3 separate regions of the Mus musculus genome follow, and all the other regions are linked to region 2. A link is a contact called in public HiChIP or PLAC-seq data. All regions are on one chromosome and are shown on one strand. Each heading gives the region's core, a stretch centred on a gene start, on an enhancer-like site or on the middle of the called end of the contact. The rest is flanking DNA. Distances are from core to core; before and after follow the strand shown.

Region 1 (4,313 bases), core at 844-3,343, 270 kb before region 2:
GCCAACCTGGTCTGCATAGTGAGTTCCAGGCCAGCCCAGGTCTACACAGTGAGACTCTGTTTCAAAAAGAAAGTTAGGGAGGTGGAAAAGAAATGAGCTTATTTGGAACATGGAAATCTGTATGGTATTTCATACACCCAGAGGAAGAACAGGTGTGGCCTCAGAATCAGAACGCTAGAACGGCACACTTTAGTGATCACTGAGGAAACTGGGTGCTAGGGAAAGACTCCTCACCCAGCGCCACCGAGGAGCGGTACCCAGATATGCTCAAACTGCACAGGCTGGAGTTGGCAGATTTCAGCCAGCATTGAGGACCTCACCCAGTATAGGGGCGTCACCAGGTCCCGGAAGCTCTGGGGTCGGATTGCAGACATCCTTCTGTACTTAGCCATGTCTTCCCGCATCTGCAGGTGTGTTGGGTTTGCCACAAAGAAGGTGTGTGCTGCAGAAGCTGCCAGGTCCAGCTTCTTCAACTAAGGATCCAAAGAGATGAGATATGAGAGTCCAGAGGGGTGTGCGTGTGCATGTGCGTGCATGGGGTGGTGGTGGTGGTGTGTGTGTGTGTGTGTATGGTGGGTGGGGGTGGGATTTTGGACCTCTGTCCTTCACCAGCCTCCCCCAGAGCCTTATGGCAGCCTAGCCAATCAAAACTGGAAACCACCAGATCCCTCGGGAGCCAGAATGTTGGGCTCCCCAGGACTCTGGTACAGAAAGGAGATATGGAAGCGTCAGAGTGGGTGGGCCTCGGGCTGAAGGCCCCAGGATCTCTGTTTTGGAGACAACGAAATGAGAGGCTCAAGTAGATGGGGGAGGGGCGGGGGAGCGGGGAGACCTTGAATGACGAGAATCTGCAGGCCTCTAGGACCCTGGGCTGAGGTGTGTGAAACTAGAGCCCCTCCCGCCTCCAGCCACGTAGGCATCAGCTACCATTCTGGAAACTGCACACTGTCTACTGCCACAGACCCAGATTCCAGCCTCAGCCGTACTTCCTTCTGCAAACTAGCCCCGCTCCTTCAACCTTTCCGAAGCTCGATTCTTCCCCAAGAGAAAGCTCCTACTCAAACGCCCACTCCTGAACGAACACATGCACTCTCTCTGCCTGTCTCTCTCTCTCTGTCTCTGTCTGTCTGTCTGTCTCTCTCTCTGTCTCTCTCTGTCTGTCTCTGTCTGTCTGTCTGTCTGTCTCTCTCTCTCTCTGTGTGTGTGTGTGTGTGTGTGTGTGTGTGTATGGTTTGGGGCACCTCTCCATCTGCTCTTCGTATCTGAAAGGTTGCATTCATTAGCCTAGACCCGCTAAAATAAAACTGCGGAGCCCTCCCAACATATTCGGTCTACTCCCACTCCTCTTCATTCCAATTTGACACGTTCTCCACGCTCTCTCTTGACCCTCCCTCTGCGGCCATCGCAAGTCCTGGCCACGTTTCAATGGTACCCACACAAGAGTAGAACTCCGTTATCCGCCCTCCAAGGCTCCACCCCCGAGTCCGGGCGGCGAGCATCCCGCCCTCTCCTGGTCAGCTCCCAGTAAGACAGTCAGTAGGCTTGGGGTAGCACCCTGGCCGGCCCCCGCACCTGGTAGTAGGCCCTCTGCAGGTAGTTGTAAGGCTCCCGCCGGCGGAAGGCATCCCGCAGCGCGCTCCCCACGCGGAGCCGCGCCGCGCCCCCCGGGCCCAGCCTCCGCACCGCGCACTGGGTCAGGCACTCGGCGCGGCGGAGCGTGGCGCGCAGGAGCAGCGGTTCCCAGACCCCGGGCCCGGAGACAGGATGTGGGGCTCCGAGGAGCTGGGAGGGGAGCGCGGCGCCCGGCTCGGCCGCGCAGCTCGCCCCGCACTCCTGGCGCGCGCGGCCCAGCGCCGCCCGGCTCCGCAGCGCCTCTCGCAGCAGCGCCACTGCGGGCGCCCAAGCCCCGGCCGAGTAGGCTCGCAGCCCGTCCGCGTAGAGCAAGTCGGGGGCCTGGGGAGGCGACCCCGGTGACAACTGAGCCAGGCCCGGGGGCTCGGGAGGCTCGGGGGACCCCGGGGGAGGCAGCAGCAGCAAAAGCAACAACCGCAGGAGCCGGAGCATGGTGCCAGAGTCGCGGGCCCACCGCCGAAGGGAAATGCGGAGACGGGAGGGAGGGAGGGAGAGGAAGGAGGGGGGGTAGGGGGAGGAGAAGGAAGGAGAGATGGAGAAGAGGAGGGAGAGGAAGAGAGAGGGAATGAGTGATGCCAAAGAAACCTGCTGGATTTAGGCCTGCCCCTGGGAAAACCGAAGTGAGACGGAGTGAGAAATCCGAGGGACACATGGGTCTAGTGTGGGTAAGAAAGGGAAATGGAGAAAGAAGGGTGAAATAGGGCTCCTGGCCTGTGACGTGGGGGTAACTTCGTTTCCGTCCATCCTTGAGTCCTGGAAAAGGATTGTGGACGCCCCTCACACGTTCATCTACCCACGCTCCTGCCAACCCACCATGTGAAGATGGATTTTCGAAACGCTGCCTGGAAGAGGGTGACTCCGTGTTTGGGACACCAATTCTGGCACCAAAACTTTTCTACTCAGAAACTGAGCGCCCAGACGCATTTAGGGGAGATGGGAATTGAGTACTTTTTACTAATTTAAGCAAAGATCCTTCCCATTCAAACTAACACACTCTAGTGTCCCTTGCTCCACCCCAGGATCTTACGCTCCTACGCCCATTTCTCCTATGTCTGTCTGCGTCGTATTGGGCCGTCTCTTTCTATACCTCTTCCCCCTGCCCTTTATCCGGTTTGTCCTCTAGCCACTTTCCCTCGCCCAAGCCACTGACCATTTGCCCCCCCTCCCCGCAAACGCTGAACATCAAGGTTTCCACGGCAACTCAGCCTTTTAATACATTTTGCTAGGGGTGAAGACGGGTGCGTTGGGTATCTGGTCACTTGGATGGGAGAGAGCTGGGGCTCTAGAGCCCGGATGTAGGCCCCCCCCCCCCCATCTCCCTGGAGGCAGCTGCCATAGACTCAGGGCCAGGATGAGGCATACTCACTCGCTCGTGCCTCCCCCCCCCCTCCAGTGAAGCAGGCCTATGCGGCCTCACAGGGTCAACTGGGGGAAGATGGGGTTACCTGGCCCCCAGGGTCTTCCCCAAGCCCTTGAACTCCCTTCGCTCCCGGTCAGGGAACAGCGTCTTCCTGCACTTAACCCCAAAGGAAGTCCAACGGCTCGGCTATCCGGAGACCCAAGGGAGAGCCGTCGAGGTGAAAAACCCAGTGGTCTAGGCCTACGAGGAGAGGGTCCTGGTGACGCAGTTGGAGAAGGCAGAGGTGTCTCATCGATGAAGGTGGTGATCTCCTCCCGGAAAAAACCGGGACCTCGTGGGGGTCCCCCACCCGACCCCAGAACCCCACTTTCTAGAAACTGTCGAAGGCTGGCCAAGCCCCCGCCTTCAGCCTCTTCCTCATCCTCCTCATCCTCCAGCCTGTGTCTCTGTCCCAGGTATTCTGGAGGGCCTCCGAGGGCTCGGCTCTGGGCTGGGAGGATCCGGATATCATCCGATGAGGACCACTTGTGCAGGAAGGAGCCTGGTGCCCGAGGAGTAGAAAAGATGTTGGTCTCATCGTGGGATAATCGTCGGGACAAAGGGACCTGGGAAGAGGAGCAGGTGAGACCTGGAGATGCTGCAGAGACAAAGGTAAAGGTGACAGGAACCAAGGTGGGGACTCTGCAAGATGGCTTCATACTCTTCCTTTTCTCCAACGTGTTTACTCTAGTAGGCAAACCTGGTTCTGAGAGATCTGAGGGAAACTTTCTTCCTCTTGTCTCTCCTTTACCTGACCCCCTAGGGTACCCTGCAGTCCAAAGCCAAAGAGCAGTGGTGCAGGAGACCAGAATGGAGGTGAGTCCTTCTGTCCCATACCTGTAAGTAGTGTACTCTCTCCAGCGGTGGGAAGAGCATGTGCCGCCCAGGCAGCAGCTTCACCTGGGTGGGGTCCCGACTCCCTGACCCTGTGGCCCCGTTAGCATCAAAGCGAATTTTGCACACTCGGCCATCTGTGTAGTCGTCACAGGTGCCATCTAGGAGCGAGAAGGAGCCCAGTGGGTACAGGCAGAGAAGACCTACCCTCTAGAGCCCCATGCCCTTCATAAAGTCCAGGAGGACTCTTTGACTCCCATCAGTCTGTAAGCCCCAATCCCTGTTTGGCATGGACCAAGCTGGCCGGCCGGTGTAGGCTTCCAGAGAGGAGCAGATGCCTAGTGAAAGGCTCATCAAAGGAAACAGGGCTTGGATGGACAAGTCATCAGGCTAGACGGAGCCTGGAGTTGGCTCCAGCTTAGTCCAGCAGGGGGCACCCCAGGGCAGC
Region 2 (4,529 bases), core at 1,225-3,724:
GCTGCATAGGAAGTTTGAAGCCAACCTTTTATATAAAAAAAAAAAAAAAAAAAAAAAAAAAAGAAAGAAAGAAAAAGAAAATGGAGACAATAGTGAGAAGGAATAATGAACTAAAGTTTGGTGGCTCTTAAAAACAAGAATCCGCCAGCTGTGGATGGCCGATGCCTAGAGTCACAGGGACTCAAGAGACACAGCAGGACCTGAGCTCAAGTCTCAGGCCATCCTGGACAACATGTGAGACCAGAGCCACTTGCAACTAGAATGGGAGGAATAGCTGGGTGGGCAGGCCAGGTAAAGCGAGTGTCAAGAGCGTATCCTGTGTATGCCAGCGTGACAACCAGCCCTGTGGGCCACAGCTGTGCCCTTGACTACCACAGCTCACGGCCTCTTTCTTTCTTTTTCCCTCTGCAGTCCTGAAACAGCTGGAGGAACTGTTGAGTGACATGAAAGCTGATGTGACGCGGCTCCCAGCCACCATTGCCCGCATCCCCCCAGTCGCTGTGAGGTTACAGATGTCAGAGCGGAACATTCTCAGCCGCCTGGCAAACAGGGCGCCAGAACCTCCCCCACAGCAGGTAGCCCAGCAGCAGTGAAAGACCCAGAGTGATATCCACCTCCACCACTCAGCAGTGACCTTCCTCACTTTCTCTTGTCCCGGCTGCCCCTGGGGGCCAGAGAGACCCTTGCCTTCCTTCTGCCCATCTTCTGAGTTGTAAAGGAACAGCCCTGCGCAGTGGGGCAGGGAGGGAGGGAGAAGCAATGGTGCCCTTCCTGCTGGAGAGACAAGCAGCAGTAGCGCAGCGCCCGCCCGCCATGTGCAGGAGCTGGCGGGCTGGCTGCCTTCTGGACCCTGGCTTCTCCCCACCGTGCGCCTGTTACAAACTGTTGTGGATTCTGCCAGGCTCGAAGAAAATGATCTGAATTTCTTCCTCTTTTTGGTTTTATTTTGTTGGTTTACTTTGTGTTTTCTCCTTTTTGGGGGGTATTCAGAGTGGGCCGGGCCCCTGGGCGAGACACAGCTACCTCTGTTGGCATCTTTTTAATACCAGGAACCCAGCGGCTCCAGCCACTGAGCAGCTAAATAAAGTTGGAAAAAAAAAAAAAAAGAAAAAGAACCAAAAGCATAAAAAACCACAGCAAATTTCTTGATGAGAACTGAAAATAAAAGTTTCCTTGTATTTTAGTGATCTGGTTCTGTGTGGGTGAGTGTGGGTTCCAGGTACCCCAGGAACTGGCTTATCCTGGAAGACTGCCTGTGCTCCTGACAGGGTGACATTCTGGCGAACAAGAGGCTTCTGGACCATTGTTTATAGGCTCTGATCTTTAGCAAACTGTTCGCAGAGCACTCCTGCAGGAAGTAGCCACTTGCCTGGTACAGTTGTGAAGACATTGGGCAAGTGTTCTACCATGGAATACATATGCGTGAATATGTAATTATAGAAGTATAAATTTTTTGAGGGTCTAAGTAACAACTGCCTGCCCCTGCCTCTCAAGTGGGGGAATTAAGGATGTGTTACCTTAAGTATAAATTTTTTGAGGGTCTAAGTAACTACTGCCTGCCCCTGCCTCTCAAGTGGGGGAATTAAGGATGTTACCGTACCCTAAAATTTTTTCCTTGGTTTATTGTTATCACTTTTTTTTTGTTTGAAGATTTATTTATTATTATATATGAGTACACTTCAGACACACCAGAAGAGTGCATCAGATCTCATTGCAGATGGTTGTGAGCCACCATGTGGTTGCTGGGATTTGAACTCGGGACCCTTAGAAGAGCAGTCAGTGCTCTTGACTGCTGAGCCATCTCTCCAGCCCCTTATTACTGGTTTTCTTTGAGACAGGGTTTCTTTGTGTAATCCTGGGTCCAGGAATTCCAGGCTGCCCTCAAGTTAAAGAGATTCACCTGCTTCTTGCAGAGGGCTGAGATTATAGAGAACTACCACTCTCTTATATAATTTGTACATAGCATCACTGTGCACGTGGAGGTCAAAGAGCAGCTTGTAGGAGTTTGTGCCCGATGCCACTAGATGGGTGGGTCCTGGACTCAAAGACTCAGTTCTGCAGGCTCGGAGACAAGCGCGTTTATCCGCTAAGCGGTCTCCCTGCTTGGAAGGAAGGCCGGCCGAGTGCGTGTTCCTATGTGAAAGGGTCCGGAGGGGAGGGTTACCTCTAAGGAAAGCGGCTCTAATACAAAACTTTGGGAACAGGAGGGCGAGGGGCGTGGGACCCCGCGATCTTGCGGGCTAAGGCAATTAGGGTGCCAGCGGGAGGGCCAAGTTGCGGTGCTAGGTGGAAGGAGCGTGCGGCCTCGGGAGTAGCGGGCGGAAGCCACCTTCCGAACCGAGGGCAGAGAAACGCTGACCGCAGCGCCGCGCGTTTCCCTCTCTGAACCGCGGGTGAGGGGCGTGTCCCTGGATCACGTGTGTTCCGGTGCCGCGGCCGGAAGAGGCGGGGCGTTGTGACGACCCTTTTTGCGCTTGCGCGATTCACTTTCGCGGTGTGCGACCTCTGAGTTCTTCCCCCCAGTGCACGTGGAGCGGGCCTTGACTGGAGGTGCCGGGTCAGCCGGAACCAGGTCTAGGCGAGCCGAGCCTTCAGGTGCGTCTGCAGGATCGCGGAGCAAGGTTCCGAGAGGGGCGTGGTGACGAGGTCCTGTGGGAGATCCTGGAGGGGGCCATCGGGGTCCTGAGTAGTGGTCCTGGGCCGGGCGGTACCCATCCCTGGTAATATCCTTAAGCCTACGGCCTGCGTTCCCATTTCAGCATCCACAACGTCGCTTTGCCTCGTTTGTCTTTGCTTTAGTTATCATGGGGCGCAAGTTGGATCCTACGAAGAAGGAGAAGCGTGGACCCGGCCGAAAGGCCCGAAAACAGAAGGGTGCGGAGACCGAATTGGTCAGATTTTTGCCTGCAGGTGAGGGTCGTAGCTCCCTGATCCCGGCCAGCCTTTGCCCCATTTTGTGCCATAACTTCTCGTTTGCGTGTTCGCCTTTACCTGCTGCATAGATGTGAGCTGTTAGGAGATAAATAGTTTGGGTTAGAGAAGGGTGGGAAGCTGCCACTGGGGCATGGTACTCGTGCGAGGAGCGGTGCGATCTTCCGTTTCCAGGAAGGGAGTTCTCATGAAGAATTTGGAAAGATGTTATTAAGCTTAGTTTTGGTAAGCAAGAGTTGGAAACGGAACAGACCGGTCACGAATTGTCCGGAAGAGATGGAATGAAAGCACGGATCTGAGCCCTCTGTGGTGAAGGATGATGGAAGATGCAGTTTGTTGAAATATTGGCAAGCCACAGGCCCATGAAGGAGATCCTCAACTGTATGGACACATGGTCTCACTTCATCGAATTTTAGAGTCCTGGGAGAGAGGCTTTGTTATTTGTTAGGTTAGAGGTGTCTTAACACACAGTAAGTGAAAAGGGACATTTCTTGTAGATTGTAAAACCAAAAATAGCAAAATTAAGTTCTAATTTAGTTGATAACTGAATAAGCTGAGAATAAGGGAAGGGCAGAAAAGGGGTTTGAGGTTACATTGTTATCAGAATGTCACTGTTTGAGTTTCCTTGCTGAACAGTCTGATGGCTGCTTCCTCTCCTCTACATCTTTTGGTCTTTTTTGGGGTGGGGTGGGGTGGGGGTGGGGGTTTCGAGACAGGATTTCTCTGTATAGCCCTGGCTGTCCTGGAACTCACTCTGTAGACCAGGCTGGCCTCAAACTCAGAAATCTGCCTGCCTCTGCCTCCCGAGTGCTGGGATTAAAGGCGTTCACCACCACACCTGGCTTCTTTTGGTCTTTTTAAGTTTTCTGGAAGTGATGGGAATGGAGCCTTGGGCTTTCCCCATACTCCGCACAGGCTGTACTATTGGCCTGTCTTTCACATCTCCTGTAACTCCTGGATGACTTGTATGGAGTGACTCCCATGGACTGTAGTTTATAGCCTTAGTCTTTCCTGCTGCCGTGGGTGAATATGAGGACTTGTACATAACAAACAAACTCGCTCTACCACTGCCACACTTTTCTTCGTTAACGTGGTGATTCTCTCTCTTCCTAATTACATGCCTGCCCCCAGTTTGTATTTCCTATAAATTCCTAATCTATCCCTTTTTTAAATTAACAGCTGGCGATGAGAATTCCAAGAGGCTGTCGAGTCGTGCCCGAAAGCGGTGAGTGTGAATCCGCTGGTTTAGTGAGATTGTAGCTGCTGGATCCATGGGTGAAGAGGGCTGGTTGTGCATTGTCTTGTTTCCTTGTGGTGGGAGGTGGCAGAACCCGGAGGTATGTTCCCTTGTCTTCACTTTCTGTATTCTTTCAGGGCAGCCAAGAGGAGGGCAGGGTCTGTTGACGTCCCTAAGCCAAATAAGTCTCCTGGGATCAAAACATTGCCTGGAGAGTTATCCAAAGGTTAGTGACTATAGGAGTTGGTTGCTCTGTGAAGAATCCTCTGGGACCTGGATAGGGCTAATTGTTTCTAGAATGGAAGGAACGGCAAAGCAAAATATATATATATGTACATATATATATATTTTTTTTTTTGTT
Region 3 (4,615 bases), core at 581-3,080, 320 kb before region 2:
GCTGTGGGACCTTTGACCTCCCGCCTCCATCCCTGTGGCCTTTGCTAGACTCAGAGAGCCGTGTCTGCAGAGATACCTGCGATGACCTTGGTTTGCTCGAACACGACCTTCTCGGTGATGCCGGCTTCCCTTTCGTCTAGCTTCTCCCCGATGCAGGCGATCACCCCGAGTCCCTCTGCTAGGGCGTGGCTCACTTTCTGGCCAATCAGCTGTTGAAGAACAAATGCTAGGTAGGTAAGATACCCTCTCCCCCAGGATCAAAGCATCCCCTATCTCCCCTCCTGTTTACTGACCTCATCTGATTCTCCAAAGACATGTCTTCTTTCTGAGTGCCCCAGCACGACCCAGGTGGCTCCTAAGTCTTTGATCATGCCAGGGCTAAAACAAACACACACCAAAGTTCGGCAAGAAGCCCTCACGAGGAAGGTTTTCCCTCTACATCCCTCTCTGCCTCCATCTCACCTGATTTCCCCAGTGAAGGCCCCATTGGTCACTTTGTAGCAGTTCTGTGCGGCCACAGCAATTTTGGGATCCAGCTTCTGTCTGGCAAAGTCGATGTAAGCGGTGGGCGGTGCACAAACCACCTCTGAGGACGAGATCAGAGAAAGCCCCTCACTCTTCAGGCTCCCGGTCTTGCATTCACTTTCTTGGTTCTACTTTCCTTCGTTTTTCAGTCCAGAAAGTTGACCTTTGTCCACTACAGAGCCCAGGCTAGGCCTGTAGCAATACCAGAGCCTTCCCAATGCCTCTGATAGGCCACGGCCCTTACCCTGCCCTCTGCTCTTTTAACAGCTGTGGCTCTAATTTCCTCAGGCTATTCTGGGAATGGGCATCTCCTCGACTCAGCATTCTCCAGGGGTAACCCCTTTCTAAAATAGCCCATCCCACATACCCATCCCGGGAAGGATTTTTTAGCATAAGAGGTCCACCGCGGGAGTTTGTATTGGGCTCTTCGGGAAATGGATGATCAGAGAGAATACCCTTTGGCCATTCTCCAGGTTCCCCGATTTAGGTGGGTAGAAGCGGGAAGGATGGAGGGGTAGTGTCGTGAGCAGCAGGGAACTGACTAGCCCACAGAGACCTTGTGTTTTCCTATTTCCAGTCTGAGAAGAGCTGAATTTTTTTTTTTTTTAATTCCCCAACGGCTCAGCATGTTTGGCATCTGCTAGGGGCCTAAGGTGGAAGGCAGGAGTGGCCCATGCTGTGAAGGATAGGGATGTGGAAGCCCCCAGCTCAGAGGCCTAAGCATACGACGGCGCGGGGAGGAGTTTCGGGCTACGTGCAGAGACGCACGGAGCCAGAGGCCGAGGGGGCAGGTAGCTGAGAGCCCGCGCAAGCTCAGCTTCCTCCCTCACAATCTGGGGGACACGTGCCACTTGCTTATCCAACCCGACACTGGTTCTTCTTCTCGACCCTAACCCCTAACTGGTGCAGCTCCGGTCCACTCCCAAGGGCGATCTTCTTTGCACCCTGCCCCCAACCCCAAGAACCCCTTTCGGGCCCCACAAACCCAGTGCAGCATTTAAATGCTTTTCCTCTTCAGCAAGTCTCTGCTGCCGGGACACCAAATGGCTCTTGTCCCCAGGCCACCATCCAGGTCCACTCAGACACTGAGCAGGTGGTGCCACGCCCGACCCTCCACCCCCACGTCCCGCCGCCCCTGCTAAACAGAGAGCTCACCGGTGCCTGCCGGCACGTTGGCTGCGTTCAGGGTGCAGATGAGTTCTCCCAGGCACTTCTTCCTCCCGTTCATCTTCCAGTTGCCCCCAACGAAGAACTTCCTGGTAGGCGCCATTGTACCAGGCTCAAGTCTCTGAAGGTCAGTACAAACGCACGGCTCTCTCCACTGGCCACTTATATAGATGGCTGTGAAGCAGAACTCCTCCTTCTCCCCGCCCTCCGCCATGGTTAGCCCGGCCCCTTGCTGCTCCGCCTTCCCCTCCATCTGCCTCTCCACCTCCCGGTGTTTCGACGTTCTGGCGTTCTAGAGCAATCAATGTTCTAGAGGGTTCAGGGGGCTCAAACGTCCTGCCTCAGTGGCTCGACAGTTGAGATGTTGAACCTCGCGCTCAGGGAAACAAACTTTTTGGGATTTCAGAAGACCAAGGGGCATTTCCTGTGGAGGTGACAGCAGCAGGGCCTTGGACCCTGGGGTTGAGGGCACCTTTCCAACTCCGAAAGCGCCCCATTCCCTCATAGCATAAAGCAAAGTCACGGTTGAGGAGCCCTTCCAGTAATCACAAGGAAGGGGGCCAAGTGTGTCACCAACGTCGCTGGTGATTACGGGGTCCTTGCAGTTGTCAGACCTTGGCCAAATGGAGCAGAGTGGGACACTAGTGTGTGGGGGGCAGGGAGGGAGGCAGGCTGGCTGCAGCCGTGTAAAGGAGTCAGCTGATATCAGTCAGTGTGGACTGCCCACCCTGCCCTAGGTCCTTCATTTGCCCAGCAACAGTGGGGCTAGACCAAGTGCATGGTCAGTTGGGGGGGGGGGGGTGATGCAGCCTCGCTTCTGAATTTTCCCTTTATTTCCCATCCCCCCACCTCAGTTTTCTGAGCATTTCTAGAGCTAGAGAAAAGGAAATTGCCTGGGGGGGGGGGACGGCAAAGGACCCCAGTTGGGCCTCTCTAAACCTTCCCCTTCCAGTAATCCTCCCCAGAACTAGTAAGTCTCCCCCAAAGAACTGAAACCAGTCAGCCCCCGTACTTTTATTCACATCATGTATTTTGGCATTTTTCCAGAGGACCATAAAGACAGACCGGAGGCTGAGGCAGAAGGGCAAAGGGTGTGGGGAGGGTCCTATTTCCCTCAGAGCCTCCTCTGCCCCACCACAAGGGAGCAAACACTTAAGGGGAGGGGAGGCGCAGTCGCTCCCTCCCCTGGAAAGATGCATAAAGCCACATCCACACACACACACAGGTAAGAGCCCGCCCCACATCAGGGGTTGGGCCATCACAGAGAAGCAGAGCACTGTGGATTCAAGGGGCAGGGGAAGGAAGCAACAAGGTCCCACTGTGGACAGGCAGTTGGCCCCTCCTGTCCCATCCCTGCTCTGTCCCCAGAGTCTAATGAGTACCCCTCCTCTTTGTTTGGCCATTCTCCTATGACCTCCAGCTCCTTCCCACTGCTGGGGACAAAAACAAAAAGGGTACAGAGCAGGGGCTGAAGTCCATCCCTCAGCCGTCCCTCATGCCAGATGGTCTGTCCCCTGCTTCAAGTGGAAGGGCTGAGGGCAGGCTCTTAGCTGACCACTCTCTGGTAGAAGTAGATGTAGCCCAGGTCCTTGGGTGGCTTTTCAGAGGCACACACTTTCTGGTCATTGTAGATCACCCACCTGGGGAGTGGGGAAAGGGACAGAGAAGGGTGAGCGGTGGGCTCTCCACATCAACCTGGAGGGGCTTCTGGGAAGGATCCCGACTGATTCTATGCCACATCCCCAAATCTACCATCCAGCTAGCATCTAAATGGAGCTTCGAAATCTTATTTTCCCATTTGATGACCTCAGATTGTTCATTTAGAGACAGGGTCCCAACAAACCTGGCTGTCCTGGAACCCTATATAAGCCAGGCTGGCCACAAACTCAGAAATCTAGCTACTTCTGCCTCCCCAATGCTGGTATTAAATGTGTGTATGACTACATCCAGGCAACTGTATTTGTTTTTGTTTTTCGAGACAGGGTTTCTCTCAGTAGTCCTGGAACTCACTCTGTAGACCGGCTAACCTCGAACTCATACATCCACACCCCCCAACCCTGCACTGCCTCCCAAGTGCTGGGATTAAAACTGTGTGCCACTATGCCCAGCATGTATTCTGCAAAATTGTAATTATTTTGTACTAATAACCACTTGAACCATGGTGTGAATAGAGATCTTAGGGAAGTTTTCTGGTTCCACCTCAGGCTGTCAGGACTTTCCTCACTGGGGACTGTGTTTTACACTCTCCTTCCACCCATTCCTGTGAAGCTAGGGGAGCAGGAGAGACCACGGGCTAATATCCATTTTAACAAAGGATTCGTTTTTAAAGTAAGAGAGTGCGTGCGTGTGTGTGTGTGTGTGTGTGTGTGTGTGTGTGTGTGTGTCTCAGACATAAGTGCAGGTGCCTATGAGGGCCAGAAGGTGCCAGATTCCCTGGAAGGTGTGGTGGATGGTTGTTAGCCTTCATTTGGGTGCTGGAAACTGAACCTAGGTTTTCTGCAAAGAGTGGAAAGTGTTCTTCGCTAACAAGCATCTCTATAGCCCACCCCAGCCCCTTTGGAGACAGGGTTTCACAGAGCACAGGATCGCTTAAACCTCATTCGCCATGGAGCCAAAGATGAGCTTCAACTGCTGGCTCCCCTGCCTCCACCTCAACACTAACACTGAAGCCATAAGCCACTACACACAGCTACTGACCACCATTTTCATGGAGAAATTAGTCTTTGCCACAATTGTTTAACTTTACTGCTGCCACAGGCAATCCCTAAACAAGCAGATGACTGTGAGCCTGTAACCCTTCATTTACAAAAGCAGGCAGACGGAGCCCTGGGATGTGGCCTGCCGATCCTTGTGGGGAGGCATTTTTTTTTTATTTGACATCTCCCACAAATACTGTAGGGGCTTCCAGGTTGCCCCTCCTCAC

The links. HiChIP or PLAC-seq counts read pairs in DNA pulled down with a chosen protein or histone mark.
Region 1: a contact with region 2 is called in an H3K4me3 HiChIP or PLAC-seq map of the SCID.adh cell line, with 4 times the contacts expected there. The contact joins the promoter of P3h3 here to the promoter of Nop2 in region 2. A contact is called at or near these places in 8 of 39 promoter capture datasets (the 3T3-L1 cell line, embryonic stem cells, hippocampal neurons and 3 more), 3 of 484 Hi-C or Micro-C datasets (B cells, the N1E-115 cell line and embryonic stem cells), 8 of 115 datasets of contacts at active chromatin or transcription factors (the SCID.adh cell line, embryonic stem cells, extraembryonic endoderm stem cells and 3 more) and 3 of 9 other capture datasets (adipose tissue, liver and pancreatic islet).
Region 3: a contact with region 2 is called in an H3K27ac HiChIP or PLAC-seq map of embryonic stem cells, with 4 times the contacts expected there. The contact joins the promoter of Tpi1 here to the promoter of Nop2 in region 2. A contact is called at or near these places in 7 of 39 promoter capture datasets (3T3-L1-derived adipocytes, the C10 cell line, embryonic stem cells and 3 more), 6 of 484 Hi-C or Micro-C datasets (CD4 T cells, CD8 T cells and embryonic stem cells), 22 of 115 datasets of contacts at active chromatin or transcription factors (the SCID.adh cell line, Th17 cells, bone marrow-derived macrophages and 12 more) and 4 of 9 other capture datasets (adipose tissue, embryonic stem cells, liver and 1 more).

What each region holds. Positions count from the first base shown.
Region 1 is chr6:124,855,624-124,859,936 of GRCm38.p6, forward strand. P3h3 (prolyl 3-hydroxylase 3) reads right to left here and starts at 2,094. Exons shown (of 15, transcript NM_013534.5): 1 at 1,573-2,094; 2 at 321-473. The coding sequence starts at 2,064. It overlaps Gpr162 (G protein-coupled receptor 162), which reads right to left. Exons shown (of 5, transcript NM_013533.4): 4 at 3,869-4,026; 5 at 2,821-3,597. The coding sequence ends at 3,046. It overlaps Gm32404 (a long non-coding RNA gene), which reads left to right and starts at 2,184. Exons shown (of 3, transcript XR_378023.2): 1 at 2,184-2,297; 2 at 2,384-3,613; 3 at 3,795-4,313.
Region 2 is chr6:125,129,409-125,133,937 of GRCm38.p6, forward strand. Nop2 (NOP2 nucleolar protein) reads left to right here and starts at 2,475. Exons shown (of 16, transcript NM_138747.2): 1 at 2,475-2,595; 2 at 2,800-2,910; 3 at 4,111-4,156; 4 at 4,306-4,394. The coding sequence starts at 2,805. It overlaps Chd4 (chromodomain helicase DNA binding protein 4), which reads left to right. Exons shown (of 39, transcript NM_001346610.1): 39 at 412-1,183. The coding sequence ends at 593.
Region 3 is chr6:124,812,328-124,816,942 of GRCm38.p6, forward strand. Tpi1 (triosephosphate isomerase 1) reads right to left here and starts at 1,831. Exons shown (of 7, transcript NM_009415.3): 1 at 1,681-1,831; 2 at 463-586; 3 at 294-378; 4 at 77-209. The coding sequence starts at 1,795. Usp5 (ubiquitin specific peptidase 5 (isopeptidase T)) reads right to left here. Exons shown (of 20, transcript NM_001326594.1): 20 at 2,692-3,332. The coding sequence ends at 3,239.